2 separate regions of the Zea mays genome follow, and region 1 is linked to region 2. The links are chromatin contacts, called in public Hi-C maps. All regions are on one chromosome and are shown on one strand. The core of a region is the stretch at or near the end of the contact, and the rest is flanking DNA. Distances in the headings are between cores, read along the strand shown. Region 1 holds the start of LOC100304394 (MA3 domain-containing protein). Region 2 holds the start of LOC103632861 (Outer arm dynein light chain 1 protein).

What was found. A called contact is a pair of places that touch in the nucleus more often than the background predicts.
Region 1: a Hi-C map of leaf shows a contact between it and region 2, with 4 times the contacts expected there. The contact joins the promoter of LOC100304394 here to the promoter of LOC103632861 in region 2. A contact is called at or near these places in 12 of 25 Hi-C or Micro-C datasets (bundle sheath, ear, endosperm and 3 more).

What each region holds. Positions count from the first base shown.
Region 1 is chr1:27,717,739-27,723,742 of Zm-B73-REFERENCE-NAM-5.0, reverse strand. LOC100304394 (MA3 domain-containing protein) reads left to right here and starts at 1,694. Exons shown (of 2, transcript NM_001165830.1): 1 at 1,694-1,996; 2 at 2,069-4,070. The coding sequence starts at 1,925. The coding sequence ends at 3,919.
Region 2 is chr1:27,588,772-27,594,301 of Zm-B73-REFERENCE-NAM-5.0, reverse strand. LOC103632861 (Outer arm dynein light chain 1 protein) reads left to right here and starts at 1,873. Exons shown (of 11, transcript NM_001352077.1): 1 at 1,873-2,462; 2 at 3,790-4,047; 3 at 4,147-4,389; 4 at 4,477-4,626; 5 at 5,004-5,530. The coding sequence starts at 2,001.

The sequences.
Region 1 (6,004 bases), core at 445-2,944, 130 kb before region 2:
TTTCTCAAAAAAAATTGTTTTAAAGTCAGTCATTTTTGTTTTTCAGATAAACATCAAGTCATTTTTCAGGGAAACATTAAGTCATTTTTTGTTTCACTCATTCTCCCTGTGTTTATCAGATATTATTGGTTTTTCAGAGTCTAGACAACATTAAATCATTCTTTATTTTTCAGTCATTTTTTATGATCGAGTTTAGACAACATTAAACCATTCTTTGTTTTTCATTCATTTTTCATATTGTTCGGCTCGGTCGGTCGAGCGGGGTGGGTGGCCCGGTCAGCAAGCTAGGCGGGCGCATGGGAGCCACGCGGGGGGCGCAGCCACACGCGCGCATCGAGTGGCGGGGCGCGCGCCGAGTGTCCAGGTGATGGATCTAACGGGTCCACCACCTTGGGTGATGAATAGATCTATATATGTGTGTGTGTTTAGTCTATCAATATAAAGAGTTATATAGGATTGGTAATCTAGAAATGGAAAGAATGTTTTAAGTCTTAAGTCTACAACCATTTCTAGGGAAGACCTATATAGACATGAGGGTCCATCTTCCTGCTTATTTATATTGTAAGTAGTATTCTAGATTTTTATTACTGAGATCACTTGGTCAACCTAACATAGATGTCTCTATTGTGATATTTTGGTGCCCATCTTAGTAAGAGGATGTTTGGTTTCTAAGGACTAATTTTTAGTCCCTACATTTTATTCCACTTTAGTTACAAAATTATCAAATATAGAAACTAAAACTCTATTTTAGTTTCTATATTTGCCAATTTATATACTAAAATGGAACAAAATGAAGGGACTAAACATTAGTCCCTAGAAACCAAACACCCCCTAAGGGCTTGTTTGGGACCAAGTGAAACAAAGAGAATTGAGGGGGCTATAATCCCTTGTTATTCAAAATTGAATAGCAAGGGATTATAGTCCCCTCAATTCTTTTTGTTCCACCTACTCCAAACAAGCCCTAAGTGTGCCTGGGTCCGCCATGGCCAATCCGACACTTTGTCCCACTCCCATACGACGTCTCTCTACAGTAACACTATTTTCATGCAGAAATGCTTCGCTCATTTCCATTCCCCGCTTTCATGCGATCCTGCCTGCTGCCGTGCACATCACTGTTGTTGTCTGCAACTCGATACTGAAAAAGATATCCCAATTCCGAAGAACCAAACGGCCCATAAAGATTCGGCTTACTAAAGAGGCCACTTTTCTGGAGGGCCGGCCCGTAACGATTTGGCTTGGGCGCTGCGCTTGGCACAAGAAGACTGATCAGGAAGCTATCCGCGCTCCACGCAAATCTCCCCACGTACGCGGCATGCATGCACTTTCTCCTACTCATCGCATCTAAAACTCTGGACGGTCGGCTTGGGTTCTGAAGTTTTCTATGTTTAGGGTTTATATATAGGACTAAAAAATATTCACCTGTTGCCCGGGTCTCCCGGGCCAGGACCCGGTCCATCGTGCTGCAGTTACCTAGCGCCATATGCGCATGGTCTACGTCCACTAATTCTCGGTACACCGCGAAGCCTGTGCGCCGCATCTCCCACATCCGTGGTCGCCATGCAGTGACACGGTCCATAGATGACGTGGCGCGTCTAGACCTCTTACAGCCCTCCTACGCTGACTGCGAGCGAGGCTCAAGCACATAAAAACCATTCGCTCTGCGGGCGTTGGCTCCTCACAGCTCTCTCTCAATCGCTCCCTGAGTTAGAGCTGTCGCAACGAAGAGAAATAACTCACACAAAAAACACAAGGGAGCCTCCCGATCATCTCGGTGGCGATCTCGAATAAGATCCGGTGCTGCTCCATGATTTGAATCTCTCGGACTGATCATGACAGGAATGCCCCCTGCAGTCTGCAGCTGATTGCAGGGGACGTCTGCTGCCTACAGCTCTCGGTCTCGGATGCCATAGAAGAGTTGGTCCCCATGGACTGCGGACACCACGGCGTTGTTCCACGGCCTGAACACCAGGCGCCGCCCAATTGCTGCGCCACCGAGGTAACTACAAGCCTGTGTCGTTTGGCCTCGATTTCCTCTGCGTTTTTTACGATCTCCCCAAGGAAATAACAGGTCCCGCAGAGCCCGACGCTCTCTTCCGAAGAATTCCTCCAGTTCAAGAGGAAGGCCACCACGATCGTGGAGGAGTACTTCTCCACGGACGACGTCGCCGCGACGGCGAACGAGCTGCGGGAGCTCCGCGTGCCGTGCTACCACTTCTACTTCGTCAAGAAGCTGGTCTCCGTGGCAATGGACCGCCACGACAGGGAGAAGGAGAAGGCGGCGGTCCTGCTGTCCTCGCTCTACGGCGACGTCGTCGACCGCCCGCAGCTCTGCAAGGCCTTCTGCAAGCTCACCGAGTCCTGCGACGACCTGTCCGTCGACACGCCCGACGCCGTCGACATCCTCGCCGTGTTCGTCGCCCGCGCCGTCGTCGACGACATGCTGCCGCCGGCGTTCCTGGCCACGCAGAGCGCGCGCCTGCCCCACGGGTGCAAGGGCGCCAAGGTCCTCCGCAGGGCGGAGAAGAGCTACCTGTCCGTGCCGCACCACGGCGAGATCGTCCTGCAGAGGTGGGGCGGCAGCAAGCGGATCACGGTGGAGGAGGCCAAGGCCAAGATATCCGACATCCTGGAGGAGTACCTCGCCGGCGGCGATAGGAGCGAGGCCCTGCGGTGCGTCAGGGACCTCAAGATCCCCTTCTTCCACCACGACGTCGTCAAGCGCGCGCTCGTCCTCGCCGTGGAGCGCGGCCGTGCGGCCGAGGGCCTCATCCTGGACCTCCTCAAGTCGGCGTCGGAGGAAGGCGTTATCAACGAGAGCCAGATCACTAAAGGGTTTGACCGTCTGATCGACTCTCTAGACGATCTGGCGCTCGACGTGCCGAACGCGAGGTGCCTTCTGAAATCGGTGATCCATAAGGCTTCGTCGGAGGGCTGGCTGTCCGAGTCGTGCCTCAAACCGTTGCCACCGGAGCCGAAGAAGGGTAGCGAGGTCGACGACGCCACGGTGCGGCAGTTCAAGGAGAAGGCCGTTTTGATCATAAAGGAGTACTTCTTGACCGGCGACATCATCGAGGTCATGAGCTGGTTGGAAGCAGAGAACTACTCGTGTTGTCCCTCCTTCAATGCCATCTTCGTGCAGAAGCTGGTGAACGCCGCGATGGACCGGAAGAGCCGCGAGAAGGAAATGGCGTCGGTGCTGCTCTCCTCGCTCTGCATGCCGCCAGAGGACGTCGTGGCAGGGTTCCACCTCCTCATCGACGCCGCCGAGGACGCCGCGCTGGACAACCCGGCCATAGTCGAGGACCTGACCATGTTCTTTGCTAGGTCCGTGGTTGACGAGGTGATCGCACCGTCGGACCTGGAGGCATTGGAGGAGGACGCCGGCCGCGTCAAGGCGGATGGCTCCGCCGGCATGCTGGCGCTTCGGAACGCCCATGCGCTGCTCGGCGCGAAGCTCTCCGCGGAGCGGATCTTGCGGTGCTGGGGCGGCGGCGGCAGCGGCAAGGCAGGCTGGGAGCTGGACGAGGTGAAGGACAAGATCGGCAAGCTGCTGCAGGAGTACGACTGCGGCGGCGACATCCGGGAGGCGTGCCGATGCATCAAGGATCTTGCCATGCCCTTCTTCCACCACGAGGTGGTGAAGAAGGCGCTGGTGGCTATCATCGAGAAGCGAGGCAGGGACGAGCGGCTCTGGGGCCTCCTCAGCGAGTGCTACGGTCGCGGTCTGATCACGCCGAACCAGATGACCAAGGGCTTCGACAGGATGGCCGACTGCGTCGACGACCTCGCACTCGACGTGCCTGACGCCGCGAAGCAGCTCGGCTGCTGCATCGAGCGCGCCAAGAAGGATGGATGGCTTGACCCGTCCTTCTCGATGACGACGCCAGGGCTGCCTGTTGCAAATGGCGTTTGTTCGTGAGCAATCGGTCACATTCAGGGTGCAGCACCGCAATTCCATTTCCTGGGGAGTTCGTCTGCAACTTTTAGTACTTTTACACATCACACTATATATACTTGTACTATGAATCAACAGGGGCAAGAGAGAGGGAATATACAAATATAATCGCCACAACCCACGACAATTTTGGTATAGAATTGGAAGCAGATCTTCCATCTTAGTTTGTATGGCATTTAGCGGAGAGGACTTGTGAATTGGAGAGTTTATGTTTCCCAACCCTTTTCTGTTACGCTGTTGTTATGATTTGCTTTGACAAATTTACTTGTTCGGAAAAAAATGCCATGTTTCTCCTTGTTAACATGTCGCATGACCATAATCTTTTGTTTAAATTTTTAAATATAGAGTTCCATGGCAAATGGCAAAGTCGAAACTAGTGACTCCAATATATTAGAAGAACAATAAATTTGGTGTATCGATGGTTGTATTATATTGAGTCCTTATATAGTCTAATACATAGGTGCCGTTTGGTTCGCGAAATGTAACGTAAATGGTAATGGTAACGATTCACACTCGAATACCGGTGGTAACAAATTTGAATAGGGCGGTATCCATTTGTAGTATCGTATCGATAACACTTGAACTTAAACAAACACGATTTAACGTTATCGGTTACCCATTACGTTACCAATATGTGAACCAACCGAACAATAAAATTGGTGTATCGATGATTGTATTATATTGAGTCCTTAGTTTAATACATCTATCTATACTATAATTAAAGCACCAGTTTCAACGGTCGTCATGCGTCATTTTTTTTACAAATAACCGCTATAGCTGTATCAGGCCAGCCCGGTAACGACGCCCGACACGGGCTAGATGCACGCGGGCCACAACTATAGCACATGCACGTCATACCGGCCTGCTAACTGTGTCGGGCCAAGCCCGTTATCCCGTCGATCTATTTAATTAAATCAGCGTAAAATATTAAAAAACAGTGCAGAAGGTGGGGTTCGAACCCATGCACTGATGGAAGAAGGGTGGGAGACACTGGGTGAAGATATTTTTAATATTGAATATAAATTATATATAGGTATATATGTTTTTTTGTAAAATAAAAAATAATCGTGTCGGGCCGGACCAGTACTATGGGCCGAGGCTACAGCCCAGTACGACACGACCTTCTTGGCTCTTACAAGCATTATGTCGTTTATGAGACCACATTGACGCAATGGACTACATGGTATTTGAGGTTGCTGAATTGGATTGAGCAGCAATGCTTTGTCACACTAACAACAAAATGAAAGGTTATTTTTTGTTTTAAACGTTAGTAATTGCTACGAAGTAGCATAATTTATATGGAGCGCATCCAGTTTTTATTGATGCCTGACTTTAGCAATCACTTCATATTTTGATCTATTTTTTTATAAGTTTGACTTCATGGGACTTTTTTAGAAAGTTGATCTCACAAACTTTCTCTTATTTGGTCTCTTTATGATAGAATTATGTCATTTTATAATCTCTGTTAATTCAGTCAATCGTTGTGAACTCTCTTCTAATCGCTCACTTCATTGGTCGTGTTGTACCAAGACATATTTGTATGGAGTAAACAGTAACATTAGTTAGCCAAATCAAAAAATATATTTTACAGATAGCAGAGACAGTCAATAAAAATCTTAAATTTTTTTATGAATAGTTTACGTGGGTATTGTTGTAAGCCGTCGCAACGCACGAGCAACCGACTAGTACTACTCTATAAGACACTACTGTAGACGTCCACACCGTGCACCACGGTTCTGCCCCGCGCCTGCGCTCCCCTCGTGCCCTTGCTGATGCGTACCTTCCATCGGCGGCACGGTGATCCTCTCGCTCAATCCCAGCAGAAATCCTCCGTCGACGTCCCGCCATCATCGCCCCCTGTGCCGTCCTCATGCCCCCGCCCCCGACCTCGCGCACCTTCCTTCGGATCCCCGCGAATCCCCCCACCCTCCTCCCCACCACCGCCGCAATCAACGCGGTCTTCCCCATAAAATTCACGCTGCTACAACTGCGGCCAGGCCGACCACATGGCCAGAGATTGTCCTAGCGGTGGAGGCAGTGGCGGAGGGA
Region 2 (5,530 bases), core at 624-3,123:
GAAATATAATTTTCTACCTTCCGATCACCTTTAGCCTTAAGGCATAGGTGTGTAGTGGTGACAGCGATGGTGGTGGTGAAGAGAAATCCAGGGCGATGTCGACGACCTTTTCACCATCTTTTTCGCTTGAGGAATAGCCGCTTGTGGATTCAATGTTGGCGAGCCAATCACCAACGATGTATGCTTTTCCACCTTTTCTCTTGTGGAATTTCTTTTTGTTTGCCATATTTTCTATTGAAGAATTTCTTTTCTTTATTTTCATCTTCACTATCAGCATTTTTCTTGCCCTTGAACTTGTTTTCTTGGGCTTGGTAAATCGATGAGCAAGATGGCCAAGTTCTTCATAGTTATATTAATCCATTTTCGAGATTGGCTTCCTCTTGCTACTAGTGAAGAATTTCTTCTTTCTTGACTCAAACTTGATGCCTTCTCGATTTAGCTTTTTCAACATTTTTGTAGTTTTATTTACCAACAAAGCAATCTTGGCATCGTTGAAATCATCATCACTTGATATTTATTCATTTATCAGAATTTTGTCCTTGCAATTCTTCTCTTGATTTGCCTTGAGCGCTAAATCCTTCTTCTTAGAAGAAGAGCCATCTTGTCCATTGATGTGCATGTACATCTCATGAACATTGATCTTTCCAATATTTGAGTTGGCGTGGTGATGGAAATATCCATTTGATGAAGCACAGTGACAATGCGGTTGTACTTTTCGATGGGCAACCCACTAAGAATTTTCCTCACAACATCCAGTTGTGTGAGTTGTGTGAGCCCCAAGTCATTCACTTCTTCTACAAAAATAGTTAAGCGTGAGTACATGTCATTGACATTTTCATTTCGAAGCATTACAAAAGAATTTAACTTTTTCATCACAATGTGGTAATGTTCCTCACACTTGCACTTAGCCCCTTCATGTAAGGCACAAATGTCCGACCATAGAGTAAGAGCATTCTTTGTGATTTCTAACGCTATTGAAAACTTCCTTTCAAAGGCCTCTAAAAAGAGTGTTCTTAGCCTTTGCATTACATTTCTCATAGTTAATCTCACACGTAAGAGATTTGCGAGATCTCTAGGTTAGGGAGACCCTTGGGTGGCGGCCCAATAAACTCTAATATCTATGACCTCTAAGTATGCTTCCATACAAATTTTTCAATATGGAAAATTGTCACCATCAAACATGGAAGAGGTTCATTCCCATTGTACATCGTTACTCTAACGGATAAGCTAATATAGGAGGAACATGACTCTAATACCAATTGAAAGGTTTGTGATGTCCAAGATGGGGTGAATTGGGCTTTTATAAATTTCTTGCAAAAGATTAAATCCTAATCTCAAGCCCAACTTCACCCAACAAACTAGGTGGATCAAATGAAGCTAAGTACTCTAGAACAATCCAATTCCAAAATGCCAAAAAAAATTCACCGGCATGCCTATAGTAGTGATTAGTGAAGCCAACGATGGGCCAGACTGCCAGAGCTAGGAATCGGACGACGGCCTTGGCGATCCGCGCTCCAACCCAGAAAAACGCTCCAAGCCGCCAGCCACCACACTCCAAACTCGCGGCTCTTTTGCTACAGCCTACAGGCCCAACAAAACGCCAACGCGCGCACAGCCGTAACCGCGCACGCAGCTCAATGCCAGCGCCGGAAACTGCAAAACACGGCCAAACCCACGCCAGATCCAGACGGCCGCCCGTCCGTCCCGCGCGATTCCGTCCGTTTAGCTCCAACAAACCAAGTCTTTGGAGAACGAAACCGCGGATCGCAAACCGCGGTTGCTTCGTACATCTGCATCGCGTCGCCTTCCGTTCCCTCTCCAGCACCGCACCACAGCTAGCCCGCGTGTCCCCCAATCATACGTACCACCGCGGGGGCGTGTCCGCTTGCATCCTCCTCCCTCCCCCGTCCCGTCTCCACCCTCCACCTCCTCTCGCGTCCGCCCCGCCGCTCGCGGATGCGCCGGCGCGCTCCCACCCCCAAACCCTAGCCTCGATCCCGATGGGCACGCCCCGCGCGGGGTCCCCGGCGTCCCCGGTCACCGGCGACCACTACCTCGACCTGCTCGTCCGCTTCGTGGCGCGCAACGCGGGCGCGCTGCTCGACGGCACCGTCACCCTCCGCCTCCACCCCGTCGGACTCCACTACGTCGCCTCCCGCCTCGAGGCGCTCCGGGAGCTCGAGGCCGTGGGCGCCGGCGCCCCAGTCGACTACCTCCGCGCCTACGTCGCGGACCTTGGCGACCACCGAGCGCTCGAGCAGCTACGGCGGATCCTGCGCCTCCTCACCTCGCTCAAGGTCGTCGCCCCGGGGCCCCGCCGCGACCCCGCGCCGCTCTCGATCCTGCCTTTCGCGCGCCTGCGCGTGCTCGAGCTGCGGGGCTGCGACCTCTCTACCTCGGCCGCCAGGGGCCTTCTCGAGCTCCGACACACCCTCGAGAAGCTCGTCTGTTTCAATTCTACGGTGCGTTTATGCCACCCGACGTACAATTTCCTTTGGAATTCGGTGTTTGCGGCAATTCGCTGTGTGACCACAGGCCTTACTCATGAATTATGATCCTCAACTACCATGAGCTATTCTGAACTGCCAAATTGTAACTACAGTTTGCTGTTCTGGTTCATCTACAGCTAGTAACGCGCCATGGCTTTTATCCTATTTGCTTCAATACTTAGACTTTTAACCTGTTTGCTGGACGAATATGGTCACACTTTTGATTTATATTCCAAGGATGCGATCGGATTCTGTTCAGTGTTTACTCAGCATTTCGTCAGTCAATTTGATATTCGTGCTAAGATGCCTTCTAGTACTTATGTTTATTATAGTTTGAGGTCATGTTTATGGATTTTTTTTAAATAATATTTTAAGTCATCATCAACCACTCTTTACTCAACTCGAAATGAACTTGGTTTCTCTGAGTTAAATAGATTTTGGCGTCTTGCAGAGCATCTCAAGTCCTGAGCACCTGCAGGGCTTTATTTATATCAATGCTTGTGCTGCAGATACCATTTATGCAACTGCAGCAACCATCCCTGCTGCGCTTGATATATTTATTCTCACGGTCTAATTAATAAGCTTTGGCATAAAAAACCTTCATCCACGTGGCCTCCTGATGGACACAACACATTGTGATCTGTATAGCTGCATGCATCTTCTACTTTCTTTTACAAGTTATGAAGACAATTTTGGTTGACATTTACTATTCATAGAGTTCAAGAGTTCGAGATTTACAGTCTCCTTAAAAACTACTCTCTCTCAGTTTCAAATTATAAAGACGTTTTGGTTCTAGATTCATAACTTGCACCTAGATATACACTATGTTTAGATACATAATAAAAGCACTGTATCAAGAAAACTAAAACGTCTTATAATTTTTTTAATGGAGGGAGTATCAAGGGAGCAATGCTTCCTGAACAGCACATGACATCTCTTCCTCTAGCTTTTCTGTTATTCCCTGTTCCATGTGGCTTGGACAAGTCTCAGATATCAGCCATTGTACATTGTGTTGTAATGTTCTTTGTTGGCTGATGTAATATGCAACAAAATTGAGCATGCATGTGGAAAACTCTAGTATTTGGTTGCAGCTTTGGTGTCTGTAACTTGATTGGATTGTGGTATATTGTCAAATGTTCAGCAAGCACCAAACAATTCGTCTAGCAAGAGTAGTAGCATACTAGCATTAATCATCTCTTCCTCAAGTAGTTATTTGGATCCAGCTTTCATTTCTAAGCACTTCCATGTCATGTGAATATTTTGGCCAAACTCGCATTAGTTGACTTTCATGCTACCGCAGGATGCTCTTAGGCATGTCTTTGCGAGTAGAATCATGGATATCAAGGACTCCCCTGTATGGAGCAAACTTTCATATGTCTCATGTGCATCTAATGGTGTAGTACTCATGGACGAGTCGTTGCAATTGTTACCTGCAACTGAAACCTTGGACCTTAGTCGCAACAAGTTTGCAAAGGTGGACAATCTGCAGAAATGTACAAAGTTGCGAAATCTGGATCTCGGATTTAATCATTTGCGTTCGATTTCATCCTTGAGTGAGGTAAGCATTTCTTTTATAATCCTGAACATTGCGCTGCAGACTAGCTTATTGCGATTACACTCATTAGTGGTATCTACAGTTACATGTGCTTTCTTGCAGGTTTCCAGTCGAATCGTAAAACTTGTTGTGAGAAATAATGCTTTAACTACAGTAAACGGGATTGAAAATCTCAAGTCACTCATGGGGCTTGATCTCTCTTACAATATCATCTCAATTTTCTCAGAATTGGAAATCCTCGGCACTCTACCTCTGTTGCAAAACCTCTGGTTGGAAGGCAACCCAATCTGCTGTGCCCGGTGGTATCGAGCACATGTGTTCAGTTTTTTTCGTAATCCAGAGAATGTAAGTATTTGACTTCAAATATTGGACTCTTTTTGTTTCTTAAATTTCCCCCGTCATAATAGTTTGTTCCTGCCTTTTCTGGTTCAGTTGAAGCTAGATGATAAAGGTATGAACACACAAGAATACTGGGAAAAGCAAGTATTGTTTGCATGCAGGCAAAATCAACCTGCTGGTTATGGATTTTATTTTCCTGCAATTGATGATCATGAAGATGAAGACATATTGAATTTGAAGATGGTATGTACCTGTTGTTCCATTATGCCAGTTGCACTAAATTCGTCATTGCATGTAGCACCATATATCAAGATTCCTTGGTTGGAACTTTTTTCTGTTACTATTCTCCTTAAGCATAGATGATTTGACAATATTGTGGTGAAGCAATCATGCATGTGTTTTGTTCCATTTGCACTCTTTTTTAGTTTTCACATGCAACAAAGAAGGTAATACTTTCATGAATTTGGTCTCTAGCTGGTTCATCCCAGACGGTAGATGTGATCTTTATTTTTAGAAGTGCAAGATATGCCTTACATCCTTTGCAAAAATGATACAGTAAACTAGCCTTGCACGACTACTTTAGCAATCAAATGATATCGGTTCTCTTTCATTTACTGTAGAGAAAATTTTCCCGACTTGTGAGCATAGTGGAGGAAGAGAGAAATCTCTGTGATGGTGTAGAGCAGCAGTCCACCCACTGTGATAGTGACAGTTCCAAGAAGGATGAAACTGCAGCTGTTGATCATGACCTAATAATTGCTTCGTTGATAAACACCGCCGAAATGCTGAAGAAAGAAAAGTCAAGTAATTGGCTTTGTGAATTTAAGGAGTGGATGGATGACAATACAGAGAAAACAGAAGGCGACAACCTATCTGTTGGCTTAACTAATGGCAATGGGAAGTATATCAAACAAAAGAAAAGGCAGAAAGCACACAAGGAGACTTCAAATAACATGTCGGATTTGGTACAAGTTTCAGAAGGTGGTAGTAGCTCAAACCTTTTGGAATCAGATTCATCTTTCACAGATAATGCATTTTCTGGTTCAAATGGAGTCATCAAACAATCCTCAAATGAACTTAATTTTGACCAAGATCATCTAAAAATGCACTTGAATTCTTTTCAACGACCTCCTCCTCTAGAGTTAGT